Regions from separate parts of the Arachis hypogaea genome. Here region 1 is linked to region 2. Evidence: chromatin contacts called from public Hi-C data. All regions are on one chromosome and are shown on one strand. Each heading gives the region's core, a stretch centred on a gene start, on an enhancer-like site or on the middle of the called end of the contact. The rest is flanking DNA. Distances are from core to core; before and after follow the strand shown.

The links. Hi-C and Micro-C count contacts between places; a contact is called where the count stands out from the background.
Region 1: a contact with region 2 is called in a Hi-C map of an unstated tissue, with 2.2 times the contacts expected there. The contact joins the promoter of LOC112795995 here to the enhancer-like site in region 2. A contact is called at or near these places in 2 of 8 Hi-C or Micro-C datasets (leaf and an unstated tissue).

The regions. Positions count from the first base shown.
Region 1 is chr1:10,375,801-10,382,212 of arahy.Tifrunner.gnm2.J5K5, forward strand. LOC112795995 (ASC1-like protein) reads left to right here and starts at 1,304. Exons shown (of 7, transcript XM_025838232.2): 1 at 1,304-1,769; 2 at 3,060-3,289; 3 at 3,432-3,587; 4 at 3,961-4,146; 5 at 4,729-4,913; 6 at 5,334-5,403; 7 at 5,766-6,242. The coding sequence starts at 1,623. The coding sequence ends at 5,365.
Region 2 is chr1:10,337,379-10,343,255 of arahy.Tifrunner.gnm2.J5K5, forward strand. No RefSeq gene overlaps it. Among protein-coding and RNA genes, the nearest start is that of LOC112795954, 4.3 kb to the left of the region's middle. Within about 2 kb of position 3,788, at least 1 of the 3 cell types and tissues checked has open chromatin away from gene starts, as enhancers often do.

The DNA of each region.
Region 1 (6,412 bases), core at 54-2,553, 36 kb after region 2:
TTGTGAATCATATATTAAATATATTTTAATATTATACGAATATTTTTTTTCAACTTTTGTAGAGAAAATTTTTCATACATTTGAACCATATTTAGCATATATTTCAGAAAGAGAATCAGAAAATTTTTTTTCGTTGCTTATTTTCATTTGCAATATTTTAAGATTGACTCATCCTTAAATTAAACTTTTTTTTATTAAAGAAAGAGTATTATATTCTTTATCAATTAAATAAATTTTAATTATCTATTTATTATATTTTATTTCAATACTTAAGATTTAGATTTTAGAATTTTAGGATTTGGAGTATATTGTTTAAGATTTAGGATTTAGAAATTATTTTTTCCATAACGCATAGTATTCGCCCTCAAAATTATAGTAAAAAGTAAATAATAAATAATTATAAATGTTTTTAAATATATACTTTATTATTAGAGATCCAACTAAATTAAATGAAAAAAATGATTATCCCTCCAAAATAACTTGAACTCATAAAGCCAAAATATTAAAAATGAGATAAACTTGCAATAAGTATCCAAAATTAAAGTTGTTATCACGTCATTAATATTTTCAAAAATATTTAAATTTAAATTACTAAAAATAAATAGTTTTAAATAAATTTATGTTAATAAAAATATTTAACGCCTTTTCGAGTGGAGAAACCATATTATTTTTATTAAATTATTAAAATAATATTTAAAAAATTATATCACTAACAAAATACGAAATATAAATGGCAAATAAATTTTTAAAATATTTAAAAATATGACAAACTTAAATATATATTCTCAAAAAAGTTTTAGACATTGGATTTTATATAATTTTTTACAATTATAATTAGAAAATAAGATCGTTTAATTTATAGTATAAAAAATGTTTTTATCTTCAAATTTGTTGATTTATGTTTTCTTTTGTGAATAACTAAACATTTTTTAAAAATAAAAAAATATAATGATTAAATTATGTATTTTGTATATATATTCTAAATAATTATTTAAATATTTAAAAAAATTAAATTAAAAATACAGAATTTATTTATTACTCATTTAAGAACAAAAATATTTTTGGTCATCGTTTCATCGAATATAACTCAAATAGTATAATTTTTTGGAATTTAGATCCTCTAGATTTTGAATTCTCATTTTAGAAAGTAAAGTATAATCTCTCACAATTTATTTTATAGGTGAGATCAAGAATAATTATAAAAAAAATTATTTAAAAATAAAAAATCATACTTTATTCGTGAAATTCAAAATTTAGAGAATTCAAATACAATCTTTTGATACTCACTTAGAAATCGCGGAATATTATTGTCAATTTGAATAGTGAATATGGTGGCATAGGAGAATAAGAGAAGAAATAAGTAAAACAAATTAAAGAGAGAGAGAGAGAGCACATAACAGTAGCGAAAAAGGGGGAATCTGAAAACTTTTTACGATCAAACACTCTGTGAGCTTTGTTCCGATGAAAAGAAGAACAATCGATGCGTTTTTACTTATTATTACTAACATTATTACTCTAAAACCTTCTTCCAGATTCTGATTCTGGTTTTCCCTTACTTTCCCGAGAAAATTAATTACTTACCAGATTGCGAGGAACAGAGAGAAAAAGATTCGTTCGTAATAATGGATTTGATTCAGCAGCTCAAGTCCTTGTACTCCTGCGACTGGCACCAAGAATCTTTCCCTGACTACTATGATTTCTCAATCCTTCCGTTCTTCGCATTCTTCTTCCCTTGCATTCGCTTCTTCCTCGATAGATTCGTCTTTGAGGTACACTTTCTCCTTCGATTCGCATTTCGTTTTTGTGTGTTAATCATTGAAAGCGCAATTAGATGTGAACACTAGGTTTGATTGAGGAAAGTACAATTGCGATTGCAAGGGCTTCCACATTGAAGTTCGTAATTCTTTTTTATTAGTGTTTTGATGCTGCCGTTGACTTGAATGTATTGTTATTTACGTTTGTTACTTGTTACTGAGTTTTCATGAGAATTTGTTGAGGAACGGAGTTTTTGAATATAATATGTGTGAGCTGTTGTATCAGTTTAAGGAGTGTTGTTCTGTGCGGCATTATTGTTAGAATTAGTTTCAGAGATGTGAGATGGTTCCTACACTGTTTAGCTTGGAGGTGATTACAGTAGCTTCAATGTGTTTTTGAATACCTAAATTCAATCAAATTCTGTTATCTGGAGCTCTGTTGAGATTGAGGGTTTTAGGTAGGAGAGGAAGAGATAGAAACTAGAATTATATCAAAATTATTACGTTGAATAGGTTGGATTAGAAGTTTGTGCGTTGTAGAACAAATCTATAAAATTTCATATCAATCTAAAATCATTAGACATACTCTTTTATAGATCAAAATTGATAGTAATATATAAGAGTTTCAAATATGCATGAATATGAGTTGTCAGTCTTATTGATGTTCAATTTTCACAAAATTCAGTGCAAATAAATGGTGTAATTTTGCTTAAAATAACACTGGTGTGATTTGATCATATATAAAGTAAATAACAAAATTGATTCTATGCTATCTTCACAGATATGCCTTGATATTTTATGATATCTTCTTTATTTCTAATGGGGGCTTCAGAACATTTTGATCCTTTTTTGCTTTTCTTTATTGGTTTAGTGTGTTTATCAGTAAGGGTTTGGTTAGCTTTCTTCACAAGCTAATTAAATTTATAATGTTAACATACTTTTTTGTTAAAAGAGCGAAAATGCTGACCCTTCAGCATTGGAACTTCCAAAGACAATGAATATCTGCATGCTTCATTTCCCCTCCCTCGTTCAGGATAGATGGTAAAACTGATTTTAAATTTGTGTTGTTTGAGGTGATTACATTCTTACTTTATATAATCTTTGGTAAAATGTAAGCTTCTTTTCTCGTCTTATTTTTTCATGTTATTTTTCTTTATGCTTTTCATTACTTGTTTTTTCTATCAAACTGTGATGATGCTAGGAGTCATCATTTGGTGGCCTTGCACTGTGGTCGTTCTCTACTTTTAGAATTTTCTATTTCTGGTTCTAGTTGTTCAAATAAACTGAAGTAAACAACATTTACAGAAATTGGGTAGACGATTGATATTTGGAAAGGGGCATAAGCAGCTGGATTTCCAGAATGATGAGAGAAGAAAAAAGATTAGGAAGTTCAAGGAATCAGCCTGGAAATGTGTTTATTTTCTGTCAGCAGAAGTTTTTGCTCTGTCCGTAACTTATGATGAACCTTGGTTTACTAATACAAGAAATTTTTGGGTGGGGCCAGGGAGCCAGGTCTGGCCAGAGCAAAAGATTAAGTAAGATTATTTGCTTAGAAGCCCAGTTATTATAGTTATCCAGTTGCAATGTTTAATATCTTTCTGCAATCATTTTCCCTTGCTATAAATTTTGTGTTCAAATTAAGTCTGGCAATAGAGTTGTAAGCTCTTAACATTTCAGGTTGAAACTGAAGGCACTCTACATGTATGCTGCTGGATTTTATTCTTACTCCATCTTTGCTTTAATATTTTGGGAAACACGGCGCTCTGACTTTGGGGTGTCCATGGGTCACCATGTGGCTACTGTCATTCTCATTGTGCTGTCTTACATTTTTAGGTGTGTTAATTTCTTATTGTCTTGTCATGCAAGTTTTTTTTTAATTGTAATTTCTTTGGAGATACAAGTCTATAATTTTCTTAATTTGTTTGTGTTCATTTATATTTCTCAAACTTCAAACTGAAAGGGTTATATCTGTGAGGATTCTTGATTAAATCATGCTAATTCCTTTCATTTAAAAATAATGTCCTCTTTTCACGATGACCTTGTTCATAATGAGTTGAGTTATATGGTGAATTTTAACTTACTAATGGAAAGAGAGATTGTGGTCCTATTGCACACGCTAGTTCTAATGCTAATTGATATAAATACACTTCATTTTGATATTTTTATATAACGGTATCATTTTTCTCTTCTATGTTAACACCTTCAGGTTTGCTCGTGTTGGATCTGTTGTTTTAGCTCTTCATGATGCTAGTGATGTGTTTCTGGAGATAGGGAAAATGTCCAAATACAGTGGTGCTGAAACAATTGCCAGCATTGCATTTATTCTATTTGTTTTATCTTGGGTCTTATTGCGCCTCATTTACTACCCATTCTGGATTCTCTGGAGTACAAGGTTTGTATTACTTGTTTCTCAATATACATTAACTTTCCTTCGTCTTTTCATTATAACTTTATGGGACAGACTAAAGTATGAAACACAGTCAGATATGCCTAGGGTCACTGTTTGCATTATTTTGATTCTTTGGCATAGAATTCACCCAAAAACACACGGAACTCCAATTCTGAGCAGAATTATAATTATTTTGTGAGGGATAGTTTGTATATAAATCTTGTGCAATCTTATTATATGAACAAGTAAAATAAGGATTTCTCTTCCATGGTGTTTTGGTTTATTATTTATTTTTTTGTCTGAGTATTTGTGTGTTTTTTTTTGGGGGAAGAAAAAAGAAAAGGGGGGGGGGTATCATTTGTTTTCCTTTAGCTTTGTGGTTTCTTTTCGGTAATATTTTATCCTATGTTGTATTTTCCCCTTCCTATCAAATAATAGCTCATATAAAATATTCATTAAATTAGAAAGAAGATCTTCCCATGCATAAATTTCAACAATTGATTATGAAGTGTAATACTACAGTTGTTGGTTGTCTGTATATCGTTGCTTTTCGATGCTCAGTAGTTTTACATCTCTCTTTGCCAGCTATGAAGTTTTGCTCACATTGGATAAGGAAAAGCACAAAGTGGAGGGTCCAATATATTATTATGTGTTCAACAGTCTTCTATATTGCTTGCTTGTTCTGCATATATACTGGTGGGTGCTGATATTTCGGATGCTTGTTAGACAAATTCAAGCAAGAGGAAAAATTAGTGATGATGTTCGATCTGGTAAGTTGAAAGATCCTGGCTTGCTAATGTAAACTCTTGATTCAAAGAACATTGTTCTCAATATGTTTTGATTGCTTAGTGTGTTCATGGAAGTAGACATGCTTTAGAAGTTCTGGCATGAGTTATTAATTTGTGTCATCTGAATCTGGTATCTGTATTGATATGGTAGCTAGGTTTTGGTTGACTTCTTCCCCTTAAATTGCTTCCTTCAATGTAATTGTATATGATTATAGGACATCTTTGTGCCTAAATAAATTACTGTCTGAAGTTTACTTTTATTCAATAAATCTTGATGAATTTACCTCAATTATATTGCTTTATTTTCAGTAATAGCTTCAGCCTGTAAAAGTTTCAAAAGCTTAATATGAATTTCTTCCAACTGATTATTTGATTTCAAACTGCTTCATTTCCATTATTCAGATTCAGAAGATGAAGATAGCCATGAAGATTGAGATGGAAAGCAAGACCATAATGTAATCTTAAGGCAAAGGTGAATTTTGAATGGTGGCAACTGACATGTTTCACACATTAGAGTTCTACAAATATAGTCACATTTTTATGTGGAATCATGTTTGATATAGTAGTTAATTCTATAACATTTAAAAGCTTTAGAAGGGTACTCCACAAGTAAAATGGCTTGAGCCATTGACACTCATCAAGCCATTGCCGTTCTCGTGATGTATGTTTTGAACATTGTGTTTCTCTTGAGGCAAGATGGAATTCAAAATGTCCATTATATTAGGTTTCAATATAAATAGATATAGAAATTATAGGCATCTGCATTAGTTTTATTTAATCTTGTGTGTGTTTTCCTTAAACTGAGGTAGATGTTGCCTGGTTTCTTTCTTGCAGATGAATTGTCTTAGCTTCGAAATTCTTCGGCACTCTTGGCCATGGATGCTAAACATTTTTCAAATGTTGATTCAACTTTTTGGAGTTTGTTGTTGGGGGGGGGGGGGGGTATTCATACTGATTTCAATTCAGGCAACAGATGCTAATTTCAACAGGCAGAAAGTTGGAGAGAATTTTGAATGTCTTAAACTATTGGTCTATGCATTCCACCTCCTCGGATTGAGGTTTGGTGTCTGACATTTTGTTGTGATGATAATGTCTTTTTTTTACATGCTTTAGTATTTAATTTCCTCAATTTAATTAAGTGTAAAGCACTAGGAACAGGAATGTTTTCTGGTTATTACTTGAACAAAATTGTTTAAAGACTTGGTTGTCATAGATATTAGTGGTGCTGAACTTGGCCAACATTATCTTGATTTGAATGTTATAAATTCTAATTCTAATGAAAGAAAAATAAGTGAAAAATGTTTGGAGCAATGTTAGTGGATCAACACAATTTATTGTTTTTATCCAATAATTAGTCAATAATATTTAAAAGTGTGCCTAAATTATAATACTCATATTTTCATTTTTTTTAATTGAATTCTTGTTGAGGAAATTTAGTTCAAAATGACTTTCTTGTTTTGACTTGGTACTATTAATTATCG
Region 2 (5,877 bases), core at 2,538-5,037:
ACGCCGATTTTAAAAATAATTGTGATTTAAATGTTGTAAATACCTAAAAAATTGTCATTTTAACTATTTTTTGTAGTATTCGAATATAACAACTATATATACAAGTTTATAAGTGTGGAATCATATAGAATTTTACATTTTTCATCACCAATTTTAAAATATCTTAGTAATTAAATGTCTTAGATATTAAAATTTGTTATAATTGTTTGCCTATAAATATTATTTATATTGTAACGAGTACAACTAAAATTTTAATAATAATTATTAAATTAAACATTGTTACAATGAATATTATAAAAAATTGTAATGTACTCGTTACTAACCTATCATATAATAAAAAATTTTAAACTTTATAAAATGTAATTTTTTCATAGACTCGTATTATCGAATTAATTAAATTCGATTTAGTATTGACTCCATATAGATATAATTGTTGATGTATTAAAATAATTACATGGATTAGATTCATGCTATGGAAGTGATATTTATAATTTTTTTATATTTTTTGTAGTATATTTTTTATATTATATAATATTTTTTCTAATATTTTTGGCAAATATTTCACTAATTTAATAATTTTAAATACTAAAAACTAAATTCTAAATTTTAAATTTTATAATTATTTATATACGTGAAGGCTTCATAATTCGAAGCAGCCAACTTCGATCATACTCATGCATAATTCGAGTCTATCTGATTTAAACTACCCTTCACTACATGTTTTCACTATAATTTAAATTTGGGTGATTCGAACTACTAAGACTGCAAATTCCTTCACTAATTTGAACAAGATTGATTCAAATTACTAAATATTTTTGTTCGAATAGAGTTGATTCAAATTATATAAAAAGATGCTTTTAATTGGTCTATGTCTTATTTTTTTTATTTGATTTAATCATGTAAAATTTTATGCAAGTTGACTTAACACTATCATTTGCTTAGAAGTTCATGTATGAGATTTTATTCAAGTGAAGTTCATAAATTAATATGGATTTAGATCGAGAATTATTAATTTCTCTCAATTAAGAGAGTAGAATAGAAAATATACATGTATGTTATTGTTGCAGTATTTGTTCTTCTTTTTAATATTGAGATTATATTGTGTTGTTATTGAAGTGTTTATGTGAATAAACAATATTAGGACTAATTAATTATGAAGTTTATATTGATAAAGTAAAAAATAATCCAAATAACTGCTTCCCCTCTCACTTTTCCTTCTTTATCATTTTTAGAAAATCGAAGTAAGTTTGGCATGTGCCTTCCTTCCTCTTATTAGGTTAGGCATGTTAATAATGAGTTAAGACTTAACCAACCTGACTATATATTTGGCTGCCAAACACGTTGATAGTGATAATTATTAGAGTACTATCTTTTTTAGCAATTCAACTAGGTATTCTTTAAAAGTGGTACAATATTCAACCTTTTATTACAATAATTTAAAAAATAAATAAAATAAAAACATTTAAAAATTATAAATAAATTTAGTATCTTTTTAAAATTAAATATACATTTAAAATACAAACTAACTATAACTGAAATTTAAATTTTAAATTTCTGTTTTAAATTTAATATATTTAATTATTAATATATTACGATTTAAATATACATATAAAAATCAAATTAGTTAAAATCAAAATTCATTTTTCTATATATTGTGAAATACTCATAAACTTGTGTTGGCGCTGCTATTTCTTGGTCTATAAATGGAAGCAGGCAGCCTGGACATCAATTCCTTGATTTCTCTTCTCATTAACCCCTCTCTTTTTTTTTGTGCGTTTACAGTGCTTTTTACTTTTTTTTTCTTCTCATAGATATTTTATTCTATTTTTCTCTTTCTTCATTTTTTTTCTTTGTCATTTTAAGTTTTATTCTGTTGTTTTTCTATTTTTTTCATCACTTTTAAAATGCATTCTTATAATTTTATATGTGTTTATATTGTTTATTATGTTTTTGTGTACATATATAAATTTATATTTTAATTTTGGATGTGTTTACTTGTTTATTATGTTCTTATATATATATATATATATATATATGCTTTTTTACATGAATTTTGGATGTGTTATAAAATATTTAGAGTGCATTCTTATAATTTTAGATGTGTATTTAAATTCAATTGTTTCTGTTTTTAATATATAATTTAGAACTACAATCACAATAATTTAGATGTATTAATACATAATTTTAAATATGTTTATGTTGTTTATTTAATTTTAGATGTGTTTTTGACATGAGTTTTGAAGTCTGTTTATGTTATTTTTTATTTTTTTCTCTATTAATGAAAGGTAACATAATTTTGGATGTGTTTATGTTGTTCTTGTTTTATTTTTTTTCTAATTAATTAAAGGTAACATAATTATTTTTTTCTGATTAATTAAAGGCAATATAATTTTGAATGTGTTTGTATTTAATTGGATTAGCTGAGTTTATAATGATATTCTAGTTTTAGATGTGTAGATAAAATACTAATGAGTTTTTTTATATGAAGCAGAAAAATTTTACTATATGAGAGAATAATATGGTCTCTACGAAAGAGAGAGAGAAAGAGTGTAAAGAGATTGGTGAAGATGACGTTATGAGAGAGGGAGAAAATAAAGGAAATGCTTTATTATAGTGATAAGAAGTTAGAGATTTTTTAGTTGATAAAGTTTAAATTGAAAGTAGTTCCTTAAAAATAGGAAATATGATTAATTAAAAAATTAAAATAATAAAATATTAAATTTAAAGACTGAATAAAGGCTGAATTTTATTGTACAAGTAGCATTTTTCCTTTTTTAGATATTAGAGTTTTTTTTTTTACAATTGTATAACTTATTTTTTTAAAAATAAATAAATTAAAAATTTTAGCGATTTTTCTGGAGTTCAGATAACTTTTTTTTAGTAAAAGGTTTTTTTGGTATAAAATTAATTTTAATTTTTCGTGAATAAATTTATTAATATTTTAAACTTTTGTAATTAAAAATGATAATTTACTCATTAAATTAAAGATTAATCCATCGCGAATCTAAATTTTATTTAAAAATTTATCATTAATATACAAGGTGAAATTTAAAACTCTAATTACTTAAAATAAATTAATAAATTAATTATTCAACCAAATTAAGGTAGTTTACAAAAATACTAGTAGTTTTTGACGTTTATACATTTGCCACTAGCATTAAAACCTTTGGGGTGGAAAGGCAGAAATTTGGATCTTTTAAGGTGAGAAAATTGGTAAAATAAAGGATTAATTTTCATTAATTTTATAATTTTTATACAATTTATATTCTACTATTTTAATTTAGGATTGACTAACTCATCACTTTATTATTTTGCTAACTTTCTCGTTTCAAAAAATCTTATTCTAGAAAGCGGGTGGAGGAGGCTATTTTTTTTTTCTTTTTCACTATAGTATCTATCAGGTCGGAAGCCCAATGACTAATCTTTCGAGTACTGTAGAGACACAAAGTAGGCAATCTTCCCAAATAAGTAAGCTTCATTTTCATTCTCTAGTGAATATCGAACCTAAGAAAGATAGTTAAAGAACACAAACCCTTATCCATCTGTGCCAACTCTTTTTTGGTTTGCACCAGGATATTCATCAGGCCAGAAATTCAATGACTAATCCCGTGAATACTACAGAGACACAAAGTGGACAACCTTCCCAAACAAGTAAGCTTCATTTTCATCCTTTAGAAAATATCAAATCCGAAAAAGATGGTTAAAAAATACAGACCCTTATCTATCTTGGCAGAGGCCACATTAATAATTTGGATAATCAATTTGGGCCGGTAACTTTCGAATGAAGCCCACAAAATATTTCTGTGGGCTGTTCATTATTGAAGTGTTAGTCATACTTTTTGTTCGTTTTGTGTACTCCTCGTAACAGAAACGAGAATGGAAAAGCCTCCAGACCAAAAATAAAATTAACTTGTGTATATCTGAACAAAAAAAAAAGTTGTGTACACTATGTCACTGTCAGCGTCAGCGGTCAGTCCTATGAAATTGTGAAAATCATACTCAAAAGTCTTTTTGTTTTTATGGGATAGTATCATTTCTTTTTTTTAATAATAAAATAAATATATATTTATCGATATAGACACATTTAAAAAAGAAAAATTAACTCTTATCATTTATTTCTATGAACGTATCTCGTTTGTACAATTAATAACTTAAGCAACAAAATTTTAAATATATATCTCGTTTGCTCGCAGGATAAATAAAAAAATTTTAAGTTGTATCTTGATATTAGTGTAAATATTATTATTTTTTAGGTTTAATTATTCTGTTGGTCTCTATAGTTTCGCAAAATTTTCAATTAGATTTATATATATTTTTTTAATTAAGTTCTTGCACTAATTTTTTTTTAATTGGGTCCCTACATTTTTTTCTTTTATTTAGGTCTCTATAACAATTTTTTTTGTTGGATTTCTATAAAATTAAGCCAATTACTATTAAGAGAGACTTAATTAAAAAAAATTAGTGTAAAAACTCAATTAAAAAAAATATAAAAACCTAATTAAAAATTTTACAAAACTAGAGGGACTAATAGAATAATTAAACCTATTTTTTATGGCAGTATATTTTTTTTTCTAGTCATATAAAAGTTTTTATTTTGTCATATATATCTTGGATTTTTTTTATCTCTTTCTATTTTTTGCATCTAAATGGGAAGCTTTTTAAGATTAGTGACTACACAATATATACATCACAAAAAGTTGTTCACCAAAAGAAATACATCATCACAAAAAATTAAATGCAAAACATTTATGGTAAGATTGCAAGGAAGCCTCATAATGTGAATCTACTTTGTGCATGGATTTTGGAAAAGAGAATAAAGTAGGGTTTGTCCCATTTGTAAATAAGAAACTTTTTATACACTACAAATCAATAATAGTTAATTTTTCTTTATATAAGTTGATTAACATAAATTAAAGATTTTTATCACTTAAAAAAATTAAATGAGTCCTTATAATTAAATGTAGAGTAAAAAATTTATATATATATATATATATATATATATATATATATATATATATATATATATATATATATATATATATACTCCATGGGAAAAAAAAAAGAAAGAGTTTCTCTTCCTAAATAATGGGAATAATATAATAAAGAAAATTAATATGACTCAGATGTCTTCAAATTCAGTCAAAAAGCACATTCATTGCCTCTCAAGACTTTTCAAATAATCTCTTTGGTGCTCATGAATGATGAGTGGCTTTCTTTGCTCTTTGAATAATGAAAAGCACTTTTAACTTAATTTCTTTTGGATGATATTTTCTCTAAGATCATGTTAGACTCAAGAGAGACTATTTTTTAATTTGAGCCACACATCCATATATAGAAGATTATATTCTGTTTTCCATAAATTGTTAATCACCCAATTACCTAATAATTATCTCAACAAGAGTTTTTCTTTTTGTTGTAAAAGATGAAAATAATTTCATGCATGTCATCATTTTTTATTTTTGTTTGAGTTTAGTTGATTAACATTAAATTACCCTTATTGTATAATTCTAAAAAATATTAGTGTAAAGAAATTATTAAAGAGAGTTATTATATATACTCTTGCTAATAAAAGTTATAACATTTTTTTTTTAATTTTAAGTGTTTGTTCCAAAAGTTGATCACAGAAAATAAAGTATTGTCAGAGAGAAATTATTGTTTAATTTATTTAATCACCGGCATATTTTTCCACTATAATTGAAATGGGCAATTGACTAAAATATCCAAACTCATGCATGTCACAAATAAATAGGTGATAATTGTGAAGGATAACAAAGATAAAGTTCACAATAATGGATCTAAAATTTTTTAAAGTGGTATCACATTAGTTAAAATTAACCATATATAATTTAATTAATAATACACAAATTATATATGTCA